Linked DNA regions of Anas platyrhynchos: region 1 is linked to region 2. The links are chromatin contacts, called in public Hi-C maps. All regions are on one chromosome and are shown on one strand. Each heading gives the region's core, a stretch centred on a gene start, on an enhancer-like site or on the middle of the called end of the contact. The rest is flanking DNA. Distances are from core to core; before and after follow the strand shown.

Region 1 (7,012 bases), core at 1,809-4,308, 100 kb before region 2:
GACATGTGTCTTTGGGTAACAGCTGGTGAGCAAAGACAGCAGAGGGAGCTGCCCTAGCAAAAGTGGAAGAGGTTGACCCCTTTTCTCTCTGACAGGGCTGTTAGCTTTTTAGGATCAAAGCTTTTCACATTTGGTCCCTGTTCTTGAAGAAGCACAAGTGTTTCCACTGCAGACATTAGTGATTCTGGCTCTGCTCCCTGCCACCCATCCCCAGATCCACTTTGCAAGCATTCTCCTTGAAACTGTAGTTTACAAAAATAAAACCTAGATTAAAGCCAGTACAGCTGCCCTGAGGTTTGAATCAATGCTGGTATGATGTGTTGCCAAAGAGAGAATTACTCAGGAGTGTGGATTAGAGCTGTTTGTCTCCAGGAAGACCTGGTCTTCAAAGCCAGGGAATTTTCACAGCTAGAGCTGGTGCATCTCCAGCTACGAGGCTCTGGTGCCCTTCTCCATGGGCACTGGGCTGTCAGCTATCTTGTTTTTATCTCGTCTTCGTCATCTCCCTTCTTCATATCTGGCTCCTGTGCTTTTCCTTTGGCTGGAATTTGCTGACCGGGACTGCCCTGCAGCCTTCCCCGTTGCTGTCTCTCACCAGCTGTAAAAACTTCAGTGCTTTAAAAAATATTTTTCTTCCTGTTGGGAGAGAGGTTAGACTTTTTTTTTTTGTTTTGTTTTAAACAATGCACACTTCTGCAGCACTGCTGAGGGTCCGAGCGTTCAAGGAAGGTTTAGAAACTCCAGTTTTTAGCAGCTGCTGGGTCTGGAGAGAGAGGCACTGCTGCTGAGCCCTTGCAGGAGTTGTCTGTGCGGGGCTGGTGCCATATGGCAGCATCTCAAAGCAGCAGTGCACGAGCTCATGTGCTGGCCTGCGTGGAGGGAAGGCTGAGGGTTCGGGAGGGCTCGAGTCAAGGCTGATGTTCAGCAGAGCCCTTAGGGCCAAGTTTTTCTGCACTCGCTGCCCTGGCGCTGCCACAGGGAAGGGCTGCAGCAAGTGGTCGGTGCCATCTCCCAGCTGCGGCAGAAAGGCAGCCTTGGTGGGAGATGTGCCTGAGCAGGGTGTGAGCTCCAAATATCAACCCTCTGGAATTACCAGGGGGATAGCCCGTGGTGCCCTGCCTTGTGTTGGGGTGGAACTGTCTGAATGTGTGCAGGAGATGCATCCACAGGGTGCTCAGTGCTGGGTGCTCACTCTACAAGCTCAGCTCCTGTGCACAGAGCCCTGATGGATGGGTGCTCACGCTCCACGTCCAGTGGAGGAGGCCAGGCTCGTTGCTTCCAAGGCCGAGCCCAAACCTCGCTGATGCCAGGCGTGCTGCGGAGCCTCGCCTCTGTCTCGGCAGCGTTTGTTCTCCAGGGACTCTGCCTCCTCCATCCCTGGAGCCAAAACTCCTTTGCCGTGATTGCTGCCTTTGAAGCAAGCTAAGCCTTCCAAGTGCAGGCTTGAGCCAAGCTTGGGCTCTGGCTCAGCACTTCTGACACGAAGCCTTCTCCAGCTCTGGGATGTGTCATCTGTGACCTCCTGAGGGCTCACGGGGCAGGTGCTGTTGGCACCGTGACGTCTGTAGATATTACCTGGCTGTCAGTAGCCAGGGCCTGACTTAACCTCTCCGTGCTCTGCAGGCTCCTCTCCCTTGTCCCCTGTCCATCGCTGTGCTTCTTCTAGCAGGGGCATCCTTTGTGCTCCAGGGCAGGCCAGATGCTGGCACCACTCCTTCATCTTTTGGTCCACCTCCTGTTGTATCTCACTGTCTGTGCCAGGTCTTTTGGGGCCAGGGGACAGCTGGCACCTCGAGCTCCCTGCTCCTTTTTCTTTCTGCCCTCCCCTTGCGAGCTCCAGGCCTTGTCACCAGGAACACGGATAGACCTCGAGGAGCCCGTTAGTTTGGGTAGCCAGTGACCCCAGGCCTGACAGCACAGCTGGGAAGGGACTGATGGCATGCTCTGGGGGGCGCATCCCATTGCACTGTCCATGGGTAGCACGGAGCCAAGGCCGAGGAATGTGCCTGGTGCTGGGGGTGGCAGGAGACGGGGTGCAGGAAGGCGCTGGGGAACCTTCAGCGTGCTTTTGGAGAAGAAACAATCGAGATGCTGGTAGTTGTCTTTTGATGGATTCAGGCTGTATTTATTAGTGTTCCGTTTTTGGCTTCGTTTGTCCAAATCCTTAACGAGGTCACGGCCGTAAAACAAAAATAGCATCCATGATAGATCTCAATCTTGCCTATTAAATCTCTTTTAAAAATGCACTCTGGATCTTTAAAAGCAAAAACCCCGACTGGCACAGAGCGAGGGTGAGCCACCAGCTTCCCCCCGAACAGAGGATTTCTTCCAGCAAACGAGGACCTGCTTCCCTATGTGTCGAGACCCCAGGATGGTTTAATTTCTGTGTCAGTGCTAATTGATTGGAAGCAACAATTTTGCCAGACAAAGCTGTAAATTAGTTTCAAATGGGGGAAACAGGCCACCCACTGCCCAAATATCATATTGCAGTAACAACATTAAACATAGAGCAAACCATAACCCAGGGAAGGAAAACCCAAGTGAAACCAGATTTCCACTCATTCCCTTTCCCTCGGAAAGTGGAACCAGATGGCTTGTGGCTTTGATAATAAGAGAGCCTGATTCTTTCAGATACCGCTTAAACTAAGTATCACACAAAGGGATGGGCTGAGAAGCAAAACCTCACAGGCATGAATTTTGCCTCCCGAGACCATCGGCATGCGAAACACTCCCAATAAAAACATTACAGAAAATTGTCCTCCTAATTGCAACTGGGCCCTTCTTGCTGGGCCGGCCCCTCTCAGCGCCTCGTGCGAAAGAGCAGCGCTGCTCCCAGCAGTTTCGGCCACAAACCCAAATGCCTCCCCGCATCTCCCGAGGCAGCGGGTGCCCGCCCAGGCTTGGAGGGTTTGCAAAGTGCCTGCGCAGCGGCGCCTGCCTTTGCTGAGAGGTTCGCCGTGCACCCGGAGGCAGCGCTGGGGTAACGAGCGGTGCCTGCGCCTCACCTCTGCAGCCAAGCTCCTGCTGGATCCAGGCCTGCCAGGGCTGAGTGTGAGCAGCTCTGCGGCTGTGCCGCAGCTTCCCAGCACAGCTCGGGCTGACTCACGGTCTCTGCTAACAGGGAGCGGTGCAGGAGCTCTCTCGGAGGTTTCCCCACATCGTTTTTTTGGGTCTGATGCCACGCGGCTCGGTGCTAGCAGCCCCGTCCACGTGGTGGGCAGCTGGGTTGTGCTGGAGTTATCCACATGTTCCTGTAGCACCTAGTGCCCTGTCCCCAGGGCAGCACGTTGGAGAGCTGGGGGTGGATGGACGTGTGGGGTCTGCCCTAGGAAAGCTGGTAGAAATTCCTTCCTATTTCTGTGGATTTGGGTCTAGGCAGGGAAATCTTTGTCTCGTCTGAGGAGTCCTCCTTCCCCCAGGCTGGTGCCGCCTCGCTGTCGCAGTGGCTGTGGAGGGACCTGAGGGAAAAGCTTTCTGCTTTTTTCCTATTTTTTTTTTTTGGGTTTTGAAATACATTTTTTTTTGTTTTTTTTTTTTTCAAGCCAAGTCTTCCCGCAGCAGCCCTGGGACTTGGCTTGGCAGGGGTGTTTCCTTGCGCGGGGAGAAGCAGGTAGGTGGTGATGTGAGCAGTGGCGGAGCAGAGACAGCGAGCTCCTGTTGGCAGCTCTTGGGAAGTTTATGGGCTGTGTGGTGATGGTGTCAGGGGAGCTGCGTGTATGTTGTGCTTGGATGAGGGCTCTGAAAAACCATCAACAAATAATTGCAATTTCCTCTTTGCCTTGTGGTAAGGCTAGATCCAAGCCTGAGAAACCACTGTTGCTTGCTGTAACGATGCACAAAATAGAAATCTCCACCTAACCCAGCACAAAATGCTGTGCAATCACTTTTAAATCACTGTGGGTTGCTTTAGCCACAGATGCAAAGTCTGACATCCAAATGCACAACAGAAGGTGGGTAGGAAGTGCTACACAGACCTACATATGTGTGTATGCTGGTCTCTCCTGCTCGTGGAGGGATTTTCTTTCTCTTCATCACCCAGAGCAATTCGGGAGGAGCGGAGCTGTGTCGGCGCGTGGATCTGCCGGGTTTCCCCCTGCACGTGGAAGTGCTGAAGGTTGGCTGGGGCTGGAGGCTGGGTGGCTGCCTGTCCGGGGGTCTCATCTGCCCAGGACAGAGCTGCTGCTGCCTCGCCGAAGTGCCAAGTGCCCCGGGGAGCAGCCGCCTACAAACGCTTCCACTGCTGGCAGCCGGGCCCAGGTTGTGCCTGACAAGCGGCAAAGCTGTTTCTCTGTTCCTTTGGCAAAGTGCTTGTGAAACACAGGATGACACAGCCTCGGAGACCGATAAGAAATTCCCATCGCAAGCGGAGAACACCCCCGTGGTCCTTGAACTTGTGAGGACTGGCAGCTATCATTATGCATGCAGCATCTTCCCCCCGGGTGCCTGCAGCATTACAATGCCGGCTTCTCCCAAGCTAATCGCTGTTTTGAACAACAAGATTGATTGCTTTCTCCTTTAATTATTTGCAGATCACTGAGACTTTGCAAAATGCTCTAGGTGACATAAACCACAGTTTAGTGTGTTAGCATTTGCCCGTCTGGGGGATTTTTCAAGCTCAGCCACCAGCGGGGCTGTGGGAAAGGAGCGCAGACAGCGCTGTCCTCTAATGACCTGGCTCGTGCACATGCATTATTGACAGCATTAATACGGAGCTTTGGGGAGAAGGCTGGGTGTCTCGTCACTGTCCTCGTTCCCTTTCTCATTAATGTGGATGAATTCAAGCACTTAACAGCTTTTGGCTGCTAATTTGGAGCTCAGAACCGCTGGTAGCAACCTGCACGGTGCCGTAGGTGCGGCGCTGCCAACCTGGCCTCGCTGTTGGACGTGCTGCTCCCAGGCTGCTGCACCTCGGGTGCCACCTGCATCTCCTCCGTGCTCTCCATCACCCCCGGAGGAGGGTCACCCCTCTTCCTTCGTGTCTGCTGACCTGGAAATTGTTCCTGCGAGTGCTTTGTGTAAGAGTTGCCCGGCGTAAGGCTCTGCCGGGGAGTCTCTGTGGCGTGCTATTTAAACCCCGCGGATCTGTGCCTTCCGAAAAGGTCACAATATCTGCATAGACTTTTACAGCTAAAGCTGCTGGAGGGCTGGGGAGGATATTGTGCTTGTCGAGTCACATTCGGCAGAGAGCAGCTATTCCCGTCGCCGCACAGAAATAGCTGTTCTTGTTCTGGGGAGGATGCTTCGCTCTCAGGCTCCTTCCTCTGAAAAACCCCCTCCTCGTGGGGCGCGCAGGCTCCAAGCCCAAACACGGGGCTCGTCCGTGGCTTCAAAGTCACAGCGATGACATCTGAAAAGCATGGTGCCAGCCCCTGGTGATCCACCCAGCCGGGTCCCTGCAGCATCTCACCCCAATTCCTGCCTCTGAGGGGCACAGCGAGGGCCCACGTGGGGACCAGGCTGTCCCCAGCAGGGGCAGGAGGGCCCCTCCCAGGACACTGAGCGCCTCCCTGTCTGCTTGGCCAATGTTTTTTTGTGATAAAGAAGCAAATGAGCTGTAGGGAAATGCGCGTCTGCTATATATTTCCAATTAAAGCACAGCTTGGTGCTGATTAGATCTCGAAGTTACACCAAGAAAGGGGAAAAATGTAAATAAGTGGTATTATATTTTTTTTTTTTCCCCTCGTCCTTTCGACAGATGGAGCCGCGCTGATTAGATTATCTGATCTCTTTCTAAAGAACAAATTGTTGATGGGAAGCTCTCTCTGCGGGCCCGATGTGGCTGCAGGATGACGCCGGGTTTGTTCCCCGCGCCGCTTCCACCAGCCCGGCCGGCACAGCCCGCGTGCCGTCCCCGCACCGCTCCTGCCACCGGCTCTGCCTGCTCCGGGAGCGAGGTTTGTCTTAAATGAAATCACTTCCTCGGAGTAATTACATCAGCTAATTAGGGACCTAATTGGCTAATTAGAGCAAAGTGACAGTTCCTTCGCTCCACGGGGAAGGAACACGGTGTAATGGCAGGAAATCTGCACAGCTCCTCGTGCCAGCACCCGTGGTGGAGGAGATGCTGGGTGCACCTCTCAGCCTGGGCTGCCCTTCAGCTGATCACCAGCCGTGTTGGAGGGATGCAAGCCCCTGTCCCACTGGTGCCCTTGCAAGAATGCCCACTCTGCCCAGTGCCAGGGATGTGGGGATGAGGGTGATAGCGGTGCCGGATCAGTGCAGGAGGTCCCAGTGGGGATGCGGGACGTGGGGTGCCAGCAGCATCCAGGGGCGTTGGAGGCAGCAACCAGAGCGTGGCACGGTGCTGGGCTCAGCTTCGCTGCTGGTCAGAGGGGTTGGGGAGCAACTGAACGGAGGGAGAGGGTTTTCCCTTCACCATCTCTTTGTTCATGTCAGCCGCCGAGCTGCGAGCGCTGCCCGGGTCTGTGGTTTGGTTTGGCTGCCTCCCGGGGAGCCTTTGGATGTGGTTGTGTTGGTGAGGGCCTGGGGTGGGAGCTGGAGACCTGGATGCTGTTCTCGGTGCTGGCACCAGTTCTGTGTGGCCTCCAGCAAATTTCTGCACAGCTCTAGGACACTTTTTCTACTCTTTTGCCAGCCGTGCCTTGTGAGGGATTTCTCTGCAGCACAAACACGTCTGCGTGTACCCACAGCGATGCTCTCGTCTTGCGTGGTGCCACGTTCTCAATCTCAAAGTGACTTAGGCATCAAAAAACTGCCTTGCTATTTCTGTGAGCATCCCGACCTGAAACTTAGGGCCTTGCTCGCGTGTGATCTAACCCTAGGGGACCACAAAATCTGTTAGGCCTGTGTGCCTCTGTCAGCAGAGTTCCCTAGGTACCATGCTATCCATTCCCTGCTGTTCCCAGCACGTCTGAGCCCTGTGTGTTGGAGGCCCAGCAGGAGCCAGAGGTGCTCCTGGTGTCCCTCCCCAGTCCCCTAATTTCTTAGAAGCAGCCTGAGCCCACGTCGGTGCCAGACCTCGCTGAGCAGAGGTGAGCCCAGCCAGCAAAGT
Region 2 (6,554 bases), core at 15-2,514:
GGCTCCAATTACCTCTAATTACACGCGGTGTATCAGAAGGCAGACGGCTTTGAACCCGGCGGAGAACCGGGGCCGTTTCCAGGCGCAGCGCAGCGAGCCGCCCCAGCCACATGAAAAGTTGATGTTTCTGGAGCTATTAGAGCAGTGCCTTTTAATGATTTAATAAAATCGCCGGCGCAGCAGCGAGTCCTCTCAGATGTCAGAAGCCTCGTGCAATCCGCCACGGCTCTGACGAGCGGCCTCCTCGCACGGACCAGCAGGGAAGGGTTTTGGGGTGTCAGCAGCGAGGGGGCTGGCGGGGACGTGGGAAGGGGACAGGCACAGCCTGGGAGGGCTGAGCACGGGGTACCTGAGGGCACAGGAGCGGGCTGAGAATCCCATTTATTCCGGGAATGCCCGGCGACCTTTGGCAGGCAGCGCAGATAAATGCTGGGCCGAGCGGCATTGTTCTCTCTTAATACAAGAAATAGAAACATTAATCATCTAACCAGCCATTTATCATGGTTTGGGGGCATTAATTTGATGGTATGTCATTTCCCGTTCGGTTTGTGTGTTGTGGAGGTTGCATTCAAAACACCTTCAATTAGATGTAAGTAATGATAGCGAGCTATTTTAGGGCCTGGTGATCCCTTTGAGCAGGAGGCTGCTGGGACTGCTGCTGGAGCAACCAGACCACCCCTGCCACCCCTCAGACCCTGTTTGCTGGAGGAAAAGCCAGTTTGGGGCTGCCTTTGGGTCCTGCAATGGGTTCTTGCCCTGCACATGGAAATCAAGACCCCCTGGGAGCCTTGGAGCTGCTCGTTCCTCCTTCCTCCCCAGCCGCTCAGGCAGACGGACCCAGGAGAGGGCCAGCTCCTGCCCCTCCTCATCCTCCACAGGTCTGCTCCACGAGGCTGGGCAGCTCCCTGCGCCCATATCAGAGGCACCCAAAGGTGGGTGAGACCTGGGGGGGTGCCGGGAACACCCCACGAGCTTGCCCAGCCCGTGACGGGGAGCACGGTGCCGGTGCAGCCTCGTGAAGTGGCCGTGTCCAGGCTCAGGGCTGCGTTTGGCTCGGCCACGGCCTCGTTGTGCAGGGCGGGGAAGGCACGAAACCTCCCGGCCTCCTTTGACTTGAGAGAGGTTACGTCTCCGAAGGGAAAAGCACCCCTAATGACCCGCGCTGTTAATGGCTGCTCCTCGGGGAGCCACAGCAGAGCTGGGCAGATCAGAGGAGCTCCGTGCAAACAGCTCCGTCATCCTGCCTCGCGGCTGCCCTGCACCACCCTTATCTCTCCCAGACTGGGGCAGCTCCCGAGCAGAAGCTGCCCAGCGTGCCAAATTGCAGGCAAACACTCATTAGGGGCTGGGTGGAGCCAACCAAGCCCCAACTCCTCCAGGGCCACCCCGACCGCAGCAAAGCCGGGCTGCGGCACCAGCCTGGGCTGTCAGCACCGAGCAGGACGAGCTTCGCCACCGCAGGTCGCAGCCGGGGCTTGGCCGTGCCTCGGAGAAAATCTCTCGCCGGGAGAAAAGAAAGGAGCTGCCCTCCGGCCGGGCACGCAGCTCCCACTGCGCTCAGCAGCGAGTCCGTGTCCCTAAAGCCTGCTCCAAACAAGCCAGGGGAAGGCAAGTGCAGGAAAATGAGTTCGTGCAGTGCCTGCAGTGAGTCACCCGGAGCTCTCCTGGGCTGTTTGCTCAGGGCCGTTTTGCAGGCTTGGGGCTCGGCTCCTGCTGCACCATCACCAGGGGAGTTCTCCCAATACGCGTGCAGAGGGGACCTGCCCGGCTCCCATGTCCCAGCCCCTGTGTCCCTGTGTCACCAACAGGATCAGGGATGGGGCTGAGCAGTCTCCTGGCCTGCCTGGACAAGGAAGAGAGGCCAGGGGGAGAGGGAACGACCCCCAGCACCGACTGACCCTGTCCCAAGGCTCTGTCAGCGCAGCAAAACCGCCTGGAAGAGATGCTGCAGAGAGCTGCCCCGGCTGGCAGAGAAACCCCGAATCACTTTTACAGGCTGGAGAGCCTTTAAAAACCCAAACGAGGCCACTTGCATGTGTTTGTCTTGTCTGCCAGCTTGGGCTTTAGCGCAGGAAATGTGGCCAAGGAGATTTCTTTAAACAGAAAGAGACCCTGCCCGGAGGGGGGGTGCAAGGATCTGGGGCCAGATCCTGCTCGGTGCAGGCTGCCTGCGTCCCAGCGGTGATCCTGGCGGTGCCCCCCCGGGGGCCACGAGCAGCACCTGCACTCCTCAGGCTGCTTTGCCAACGCGCCCGGCCCTGGCCCCATCCTGCAGCAGCTGCGGGGGCTCTGCCCGGCTCCTGGGGGGGGCTGAAATGCAGGCAGTGCCCACAACAGCTCGGGGGGGCCACGGGGGTGACCCCGCTGCTTGCTCAAATCGCTCCCCGGGGGCCTTCCTGGCCAGGCTGCCTCTCCCTCGGGACGCCGCAGCAATGCCGCTTGTTATTCACAGAGCCCACGCGGCTGCGTTTCTGCCCGGGCTCCAGGCAGTGCCCTGGCTGTCTCTAACGAGTGTGAAGCCTTTCTAAAACTTTCCGGCGAGCTGACAAAGTCCTCCGTGATGTAGCGGTCCCAAGTATTTGCTTGATCTGCTGTTGCCACACATTCTTCCGAGAACAAACACGCAGAGCGACGCGCGCACGTCATTCTCCTCCGGAGAGCTGGCTCCTTTTCTCTGGTTATAAACCAAAGCTGACAAGTGTCAGCCCTCCTGCCAAATTTGCACTGACTGGCATTCTCATGAGTGTTGGTCAAACAGTGAAATCCATTCATTTGTCTAAAAGCAAACCAACAGCATTCTCCTTGTCTCAGGCTGGAACAAAGCCTGTGCCTGTCTGCTCCCAGCGCCCTTCCCGCGCGCTGGGGCACCGGGCGCTGCCCCCCCAGCCCTGTGGGGCAGCACGGCCACAGCCCCGGCCCCTCCAGCACTGCTCAGTGGGGAGCTTTAAGGGAGACCTTTGGGCAAAACCAGAAACCTGCAATTTGGTGTATTTCGAGGCAGGGAGGTGGCAAGGCAGGTGCTCTCGATGGGCTCTGTGGGGTCACTGCGCCTCGCTGCTCCCCTCCAACCCCAGTGGAGCAGCCCCTTGGCAGCCCAGCACCACGTCCCCGTTCCCAGGACCCACATCGGTCCCGGTGCACCCCAGGGCTTCTCTCTGCAGCCGGTGGGTGCTGGGTGCTGCCCTGGGGTGCTCCCAGCTGAGAGCAGCATCAGCGCCCGCTGTGCGTGCGCGCCTCGTGTTCGGTGAAGTGCTTCTGAGTGCGATGCTTCAGCTCCAGACCAGCAACAGATTGAGCAACAGAAGCATCTCTCTCTGTTGTGGAGCCTTCAGGAAGCTGTGGGTTGTTTTCTTTTTTTTTTTCTCTCTCTCTCTTTTTTTTTTTTTTTTTTTTTTTTGTTAAGACGTTGGGGATGTGCTGGGAGGAGAGCAGAAAGCAGGGGGAGCGCGGTGCAGGCCCGCAGCTCCTGCGAGCAGCCTGGCGCTCAGCTGAGACAAGAGATGGCTCTGAAGGCTGGGCCGTGAGCGCTGCTGCTCCTGCAGCCCTTTGGAGCAGGATCCTGGCTGCTGGAGCTGGGCATTGCCCCGCTGAGCACTGCAGGAGGGGCCACCTGGTTGGCATCACCCTCCAAACCAGCACCGATCCCACCGGGAGCGGTGACGGCGGTGAGGACGGGGGGCGATGGGGGTCTCTCCGTCTCCCATTTCCCCCTCGCTTTGATGCGAGCCCTCCCGTTTTCCCGCAGGCAGCACGGAATTGTTTGTCGCTTCGCTGGGAGCCCAGCGCCGTGGGTTGCTGGGGCAAAGCAAAGCTTTTGTCTCAGCCCCGCGCTCCAGCTGGCGTTCGCATGAGGCTGGCGAGCGCAACTCAGCCCAAACAATGCTGGAGCCCCGCCAGCGTGCCGGGGCATCCTGAACCCCCGGCGGCTCCTCGCACGGCCTGTGTGTGGTACGGGGCTGGGCAGGGGCGTGCCGGGGGGGCTGGGGGTCCTGCTGACAGCTCCCCCCCCCCTCCCCAAGCCTTGGCTCTGCCCCCCCTGCACGGAGCCCAGCACGCTGCAGGCTGGGGGGCAGCGGGTACCCGGCTGTGCGCGGCCCTTTGGAGAGCCACCCGTCAAGTTGTGCCCCGTGCTGGGCACTGCCTCCCGTTTTTGGTGACGGAAATGTGGTTTTGTGGTTATTGGAAAGCGCTGGAAGGGCTTTGGTTCATGTGGGATGGGCAGAGCCCAGGCAGAGCCAGCCCTGAGCCTGCCACACACCTGGGCACGGGCTCCCTCTGCCCTGCTGAAGGGGACACGAAGAGAATGGAAAATCCTTGGCGTTGCTCAGCACGAGGCTGGCCCTGCATGGAGATGGGCCGGGTGGTGTGAAGTCAGAGCTGTCCTTTTCTGCAGCTTTTCTGCAGCTTTTCTGCAGCTTTTCTGCAGCCCCCTCAGCCCATCCTGCCCCACCGTGGGGCTCCCTGAGTCACCCGTGGGTGACCAGAAGCCGCCTCGTGCCCCTCGCAGCGGCTCCAGGCGTGCTGGGCAGCTCGGAGTGAGTCCCCAAAGCTCCCTGCTTTGGTCCTAAATCACCCGATTTGGGGTCAGGCTGTGAAGCAGGGATTATCGAGCCGAGGATTTGGGTGTGCTGGGGCGGAGGGGTGCTGCCCACCCACGGGGCAGCGACCCCGGCCCACCCGTGAGAGCGGAGAGCCCCACGAGAGGCAGCAGCAGCGGCTTGGGGCGAGCGGTGGGATCGCTGCCACGGGCTTGAATAGTCATTATTCCTCCAAAGGGAGAGCACAACACGGCTCCTAGCCGGGAGATGCTCGCTGCGACCGAAACCGATGCTGAGCTGTCGCTGAAACCCGGCCCAGGCTGAGCCCCAGACAAAAGCGCGAGGCTCTCGCGTATCGGTGGTGAAGGGCTTCCTGCCGAAAAGCTCTCCAAATCACGGGGGCAGCTTCTTGTGACATTTGATTAGCCACAGAGAACGGCTCGAGGGTGCTCGGCCGGGGGACTGGGCAAACTCCGAGCAGCCGCGGTGCTGAGCGCTGGGGGAGGATGGGGCCGGGAGGGAGGGCTGCGCTGCGGGGTCGGGCACATCAGGGACCCCCCGGCCCCTCTCCGCTCTCCCCCGGCCTCTTTGTCCCGCCTGGCCCCGCGCAGAGCCCCCCAGGGCTGCGGGAGAGGGGTCCGGGCACCCCCGGCTCTGGGGGTCGGTGTCGCCCCAGTGCCGGGTGGGGGGCTCTGGGCACCGGGTGGGGGGCTCTGGGCACCGGGTGGGGGGCTCCGGGCACCGGGAAGGGGGCTCTGGGCACCGGGACGAGGGCATCGGGCACCGGGCGAGTGGCACCGGGCGAGTGGCTCCAGGCACCGGGCACCGTGCGGGGGGCTCCGGGGGCTGCGGCTCTGCCCGGAGCCCGGCAGCGGCAGCCCCCCCGCAGCCGTGCTGAACTCTGCGGGCTCTGCTTTGCTTTGCTTTACTTTGCTTCCTTTTTTTTTTTTTTTTTTCCCTTTCCCCAGACCTAAAGCATGTTGTGTCAGGTTGGTCGTGACACTGCAGGGCTGTTTTCCTTTCTCTTGCTATCGCTGCTATCAAGTAGGAGTTAACAGCTCTTGTTTATACAATGACTATCTGGCCAGAGGCTGATTTAATACCTCCCACTTCTTTTAAGTGCAAATAGACTCTAATGTGTGTATTAGGCTACTTGAATGGCTGCTCTGGTGAAATACTCGCTTTCCAAATAACTTATCTGCAGTCAGCGCTGGGGAGAGGGGAGAACAAACTTCTTTAGAGTTTAGCAATAATAAAAAGAAAACAATCCGCTTAATATTTCCCTATTTGCTTGGCTCAGCCTTTAGTCACGCCGAGCCTCGGAGGCTTCCAGCCACCGGAGCCCTCTGAGGGGTTTGCGGGACCGCTCCCGGAGCCCCCCCGCAGCCCCTCGGTGGCTGCTGGCAGGAGGAGAGCAGCAGTCATCCCATCCCATCCCATCCCATCCCATCCCATCCCATCCCATCCCATCCCATCCCATCCCATCCCATCCCATCCCATCCCATCCCCATCCCATCCCCATCCCCATCCCATCCCCATCCCAACCCATCCCATCCCATCCCATCCCATCCCATCCCATCCCCATCCCCATCCCATCCCCATCCCATCCCATCCCATCCCATCCCCATCCCCATCCCATCCCCATCCCATCCCATCCCATCCCATCCCATCCCCATCCCCATCCCCATCCCATCCCATCCCCATCCCCATCCCATCCCCATCCCCATCCCATCCCATCCCCATCCCCATCCCCATCCCCATCCCCATCCCATCCCATCCCCATCCCCATCCCCATCCCCATCCCATCCCATCCCCATCCCCATCCCCATCCCCATCCCATCCCGGAGCGAAACTGCCGGGTTTCTGCTGAGTCACAGCCACCGGGGAACGGGGAGAGCAATTACAGCTGAAAACTGGGAAGGCATCCCAAACAAATTGGTTATAATTAACACGTAGAAGAATAACACCAGTAATACCATTAGCAGGCCCAAAAGCCATTTGCAATATAATATCTAT

Evidence for each region. A called contact is a pair of places that touch in the nucleus more often than the background predicts.
Region 1: a contact with region 2 is called in a Hi-C map of subcutaneous adipose tissue, with 2.6 times the contacts expected there. The contact joins two enhancer-like sites. A contact is called at or near these places in 3 of 8 Hi-C or Micro-C datasets (liver, skeletal muscle and subcutaneous adipose tissue).

The regions. Positions count from the first base shown.
Region 1 is chr11:24,252,322-24,259,333 of IASCAAS_PekinDuck_T2T, reverse strand. No RefSeq gene overlaps it. Among named protein-coding and RNA genes, the nearest start is that of UACA, 50 kb to the left of the region's middle. Within about 2 kb of position 3,058, at least 4 of the 8 cell types and tissues checked have an H3K27ac peak or open chromatin away from gene starts, as enhancers often do. A contact at or near this core is called in subcutaneous adipose tissue, where this site is marked.
Region 2 is chr11:24,149,086-24,155,639 of IASCAAS_PekinDuck_T2T, reverse strand. No RefSeq gene overlaps it. Among named protein-coding and RNA genes, the nearest start is that of TLE3, 8.7 kb to the right of the region's middle. Within about 2 kb of position 1,264, at least 3 of the 8 cell types and tissues checked have an H3K27ac peak or open chromatin away from gene starts, as enhancers often do. A contact at or near this core is called in subcutaneous adipose tissue, where this site is marked.